Regions from separate parts of the Mus musculus genome. Here region 2 is linked to region 1. A link is a contact called in public Micro-C data. All regions are on one chromosome and are shown on one strand. The core of a region is the stretch at or near the end of the contact, and the rest is flanking DNA. Distances in the headings are between cores, read along the strand shown.

Evidence for each region. A called contact is a pair of places that touch in the nucleus more often than the background predicts.
Region 2: a contact with region 1 is called in a Micro-C map of embryonic stem cells, with 2.0 times the contacts expected there. The contact joins two enhancer-like sites. A contact is called at or near these places in 1 of 484 Hi-C or Micro-C datasets (embryonic stem cells), 2 of 115 datasets of contacts at active chromatin or transcription factors (both in embryonic stem cells) and 1 of 9 other capture datasets (embryonic stem cells).

What each region holds. Positions count from the first base shown.
Region 1 is chr6:96,456,040-96,458,739 of GRCm38.p6, reverse strand. The region is part of intron 2 of Tafa1 (TAFA chemokine like family member 1); the gene reads right to left. Among named protein-coding and RNA genes, the nearest start is that of Gm26011, 100 kb to the left of the region's middle. Within about 2 kb of position 1,314, at least 9 of the 459 cell types and tissues checked have an H3K27ac peak or open chromatin away from gene starts, as enhancers often do. A contact at or near this core is called in embryonic stem cells, where this site is marked.
Region 2 is chr6:97,101,221-97,103,920 of GRCm38.p6, reverse strand. No RefSeq gene overlaps it. Among named protein-coding and RNA genes, the nearest start is that of Tafa4, 42 kb to the right of the region's middle. Within about 2 kb of position 1,415, at least 27 of the 459 cell types and tissues checked have an H3K27ac peak or open chromatin away from gene starts, as enhancers often do. A contact at or near this core is called in embryonic stem cells, where this site is marked.

The DNA of each region.
Region 1 (2,700 bases), core at 65-2,564:
CATTTACTTATAACTACAAATTCTGTGGTAAAATGTTAGGAGAATAATAGAAGAGTTTTAGTAAGACACACAATCAAATCCTACTATACTTTGAGAAAAAAAAGTATATATTTTAATGCTACATTTAGAATCTTGTGTCATTGCTATGACAGAAACAACAGAGTGTAGGGGTCCGAGCAATGGCTCAGTAATTAAGAGTACTGGCTGCTCTTCCAAGGGCCCAGGTTCAATTCCCATCACTCATTATGTCAGCTTACAACTGTCTATAGTTCTAGAGAATCTGACATCTTCACATAGACATACATGCAGGCAATGTATATAAAATTAAAAAACAAGATAAAAAAACCCTAAAGCCACTGGCCCCGAAAGACTCTGGTGAGCCTTAGCTTACTGGGACCCCCTGAGTGAACAATACAGAGATGGGATCGACGCAAAAAGCAAGAGGAATTTATTGTTACAACGCATTGGGGTCGTCCTACACCCAAAGGTGAAGTGGCAACTCCGCACAGCTCGGTTGGTGAGCTTTTATACAGTTTTCAGAGCAGCAGTCATTAGGCACAATGTGATTGGCAGAACAGTGTGACTTTTAAACTGATTGGTCTTTAAGGACTTCCCTTGTCTGTAGGTGGTCAAAAGTCTAGGATTGTCAAAGTGCTCTGGGCCTCCCCCACCCTCAGGTGGCTGATGTCTGCCCCACCCCGCCCCCATGGACTGAGCAATATTAATTAGCCTCTCCCTTTCAGAGGGGTTCTCTTTCAGGAAGGGTCAGGTGGAATTTTCCAAAGTTCCTGACCTGACCTCTTCAGCCCCACCTCCTAATACCTATTCCCTAAAGAACTGCTTCTCAACTTGAGTGTTCGTGGGGCCAAATCATATTTAAACCAGTGCAGGCAGTAACTTCAATCTTCCACACAGCCTGGCTGTTAGCCCAGATAAGCCTGTCTGGGATCAGGCAAACCCCGGACAAATCACCAGACCCTGATAGTGAATAACAAAGGCTTGTTTGAAGTCAGTAGGGTTTGCAGTCATTTGTTACACAATAGTTAATGTACCAATAAATGACTAATGCAATTCTCAAATATCCGGTAGGCCTAGAACAGGTGTAAAACATTTCTTTCTACAATAATTTAGAGAATAAAAAACTTTATTTTTTTTTTTAAATTAAGGACGGGGCTTTGTATATCTCAGACTGACCTCAAACTCATATGTAGCTGAAAATGTTCTAAAACTTCTGATGGCCCTGCTTCTGCCTCCCAAGTGCTGGGATTCCAGTCAAGCACCAGCATGCTCAATGTACGCAGTGCTGGGGATCAAGCCTCCTGCAGCTCGGCGAGTTCTGTGCCAACTGATCTACATTGCAAGCCTGCCTAGTTAATCCTGTATATGTGTTTCGAATCAGAAAGAAAAGTTTTGAATCCTGACTTAATTATTTTAAATCCTTCTAACCTTGGATTTAAGAATAAGAAAAAAAGAAAAAAGAAAAAAGGAAAAAAAAAAAAAGAGCAGGGATCCTTATTTTACAAGCGGTTGGCACAGATAACCCACAATGCTAAATGCTATATGATCTGGGGCTTGACCCAGAATTTGGAACATAATAGATAAAAGATTACAGAGATAAAAGACAAAGCTAGGCTTGTGTGTGTGTGTGAGGAGAGAGAGAGAGAGAGAGAGAGAGAGAGAGAGAGAGAGAGAGAGAGAGAGAGAAAGGAAGGAAGGAAGGAAGGAAGGAAGGAAGGAAGGAAGGAAGGAAGGAAGTGGTGACAATCAACGTTACTTTTTTTAGCTGGCATTTTTGGCCACTTACTGTTCATAGAATCACTAACAGTAACTGAAACCTGGTAGGAAACAAGGAAGGATCTTTTGGGTTGAGTGTCAGAAATCACTAAAGAGCAAAGCCACCTGCAAGGCCACTTATTCAATACTGAGGGTAGCTCACAGCCCAAGGCAATTGCTTTGGAACTAAACACAAGTTTTCACAAAGACTTATTTTTTTTTTCTTTGAGTGTCGAAAAGCACTGACCATATCAAAAAGGCTCGGTGAGATGTGATGGATGAGTTCCATTATTTAAGTAAAAATTAAGGCCTGGCCTCATCCAAGTGTCGTTAACAACACTCACAAAAGATCCATACCAGGTAGCCCAGAACTCACCAGGGAGAAGAGTTTTTTCAATATAAGCTTGTACAGCAAAAACAAATACCCACATCATTAAATAAGCTCCAAGCCAGAAGAAGTTTAAGCATTGCACTTGGACATGAGCTAATCTCATCTGACAGAAACCCAGTAAGTGATTAGAAACCTCCACCAAGTGAGCTTCAGTGAATTAATGACAGTGTGTGTCTCAGGCATGCCATGCTGATCTGTTGTTAGATGAGCAACCAAAGGAAAGAAATGCAAAGTTTAGGGGAATGTGAGCTTCACACCAGCAGAAAAGTCACTCCAGAAGTGACAGCCTGCTCACCACTGTGACCTTCAGGCACAGATTTGTTATTTCTTTTCAAACACAATATGTAAATACTTGGCAAGGAGGGGAGGTGGGTCTTAAATCTCTAAGATATACAGACACAGAGCACACAGCAACAGCAACAGCATGAAATAAAAATAACAAATGCACATGAAATTCTGTGTGTGTGTGTGTGGTGTATGTTCAAGCAGAGGCCAGAAGTCAATTACAAATGATTCCTTCACACTCAACCTGGCTG
Region 2 (2,700 bases), core at 166-2,665, 650 kb before region 1:
CTATGCCAAGGTACCTTCCACTGGGTGTCAATAGGAAAATACGTTAACCAGAGGGTTGCCTGGAAAGTATCACCCCCAAGTCAAGTTAAATAGATGGCATGTTGGGCTTCTCAGCACCTGTGACGTACTAGTCGTATGCTGAATTGTAAATGGGAAGACGTACTATACACTGCACTTCAAGTGATCAGTTTTTTTAAGGTACATGAATATGGTGAGGTGAGAATCCTCTTGGACAAGTGACACGACCTCCTTCTGGGGAAGAGGACAGTAGGCAGTGTCTTTGGTGTGCAGTTCCTCCAGTCAGTTGTACCTTAGTATATGCATATACATATTTGTATGTGTATGTGTGTGTATGTGTATGTGTGTGTGGGGGGGTGTGCACATGTGTGTGGAAGCCAGAGAGCACGTCAGATGTTCTTCCCCCGCTATTCCCCACCCCCTTTGAGACAAGGTATCTCATTGAACCTGGAGTGCATCCGTTAGGCGAGGCTGGGTGCTCAGTGAGCTCTGGGCATCTCCTTGTTTCTATCTTTCCAGTGCAGGGATTACAAGTGCAAGGCCAAGTGTGTTCAGTTTTTCTGTGGAGTCCTAGGATCAAATGCAGGTCTTCATGCTTGCAAGGCAAATGTTTTACTGACTGAGCGGTCACGCAGCCCTCTGCTGCATGTTGCTGGTTGAACTAACTCAGGTGTGTTAGCTGGTCCCTGTTAATGAGTGCGGATAAATAGACGGGCCAAGACCTGGTTGATATGGAGACTATAGGATGTACTGTGTGGCTTCTGCTGGGTGTGTTTTTCACTTGACAAAGAGATTGCCAAAGTCCTTCTGCGAAGTCTATGCACCCTTCTTGTATGAGGTCAATTATAAGCCACTTGTCAAGTATCCTCTAGACCATTTGTATGTTCAGGTTATGAACTGAGGAGTCCAAATAAACAAACAAACAACCACCACTAACAGCACTGATAGCAGCATCACCAGCCCTGGAGTGTTATTGCCAAACCACACTCACTGAAACCAAGGGTGCGGGACCTGGGCTGTCTCCTCCACTTTTAGTGTCATCCTGATTGATATAGCCGCAGTGACATCAGCTGATTCTATCACAGGACCAGTATGGGCAAAAGGAAATTGTAGCATATTGAGAAATCTGCAAACTAAATTGCTAGGGCGCTAAAAAGAATTTGAATCGTGCACAGTTTTGGGCAGAGATCTAAGCTGTGTGCAGCGTTAGCCAGAGAAATTAGGCCGGTTTGATGAATGTCCACTGGAAGACAATTGGCTCATAGGAGATGAAGTTAAAGGTGACTCTTGCAAGTCCCAGAAGCAAACCCAAAGTTAAAGTGGTATAGACATGTAAATAAGGCAGATGACAGACCAGAATGAGAGCGGACAAGGGCTGCATTGAACAGACCCAAGGCAAGGCAGCCAAAGGCCAGCATTAGCATTTGAAAGGCAGCCGAGGAGGGAAAGGGAAGACCAGACAGAAGTCCCAGCTCCACCCCTGAAAACCCGCAGACTGGTGAGGCAGGTGGGAAGTGACTGAAAGCGGAAAGCCAGTTCTAATTCACAGTTAGAGCACTTCCACAATGATAGAAAAATGTAAATGTCCTGGGAAAATATCTTCGTCTACGTATCATTTTTCAAAACTCCAGGTAATATTCTACAGCATTCAGGGAGGGAATTGACTCAAGACGCTTCAAGAGAGAGGTGTTTATGGATGGGCTCCTGGGGGCAGGGTGGAGGGGGTCCTCCTCCGGTTTATGAGGATGTCATGACATCTGCTTTCCTGTAAGACTAGAAGACTCGATGATGGAGCGCCTCTGATCTTTGCTCTGTCCTGTCGGGCTTCTCTATGCAAATCAATTCCGGGCAGGAGTCACTTTGTAACCCTATCATATTTACCGTTTACTTGATACTCTGGTCCAGGATTGCCTTGTTTTTGCAATTCAAATAACAGAGTATGGGAAAGAAAAGTTTTATAGTGGATGCTTTTTGGTGCAAATAATAAATCCAGAGAGCAAAGGAATAAGATAACACCTAGGAAGAGGTTCCCACCCTCCACAGCTGTGAAAGAGACAGTATCTGCCCCTCTCTCCTCCTGCTGCTACCCACGTTGGTGCAACCGGAACTAAACAAACCCTCTCACCAGGGGATCCTGCAAAAGGGTACTGACGGTGGAAAGTGGCCGGGAGACAGGAAACGGGAGCAAAACAGCTAGCTGCCTTTTGAGCATGGTCCGAGGTAGACTCCATAAGCATCGGCTCTTAAGGCTTTTATGTCTCTGCCCAGTGTCAGAGGTAGATTCCATTCTTTTGAGCAGGAAGAAATCGATTTCCCTTAATGGACCTCAAGAGACCCGCGATATCCATCCTCAGTGGGCCCCAAAACTACTGTATAATGTCCCATTCAAGAGATTCCCCCAAAGTAATTTAGGAGATGTGCTGTTGGGATTAGAAACATTTCCACCACAAAAATCCAGAGATCAAATTCCAAAGCTGCTCACCAGAAGGGATTAATGTCTGGACTGGAGTTACAGGGACAGCCTTAAATACAGAGTCCGGGCAGCTGTGCTCATTTAAGAGAGGAGATATAGGAGCTCAGAGCTCCAGGCTGGGATTCATGGCCACTAGCCAGGACAGAACCAGGACGTTTCACAATTATGGCCAGAGTCACTACACCCAATGTCTATCATGTCTTCATCAT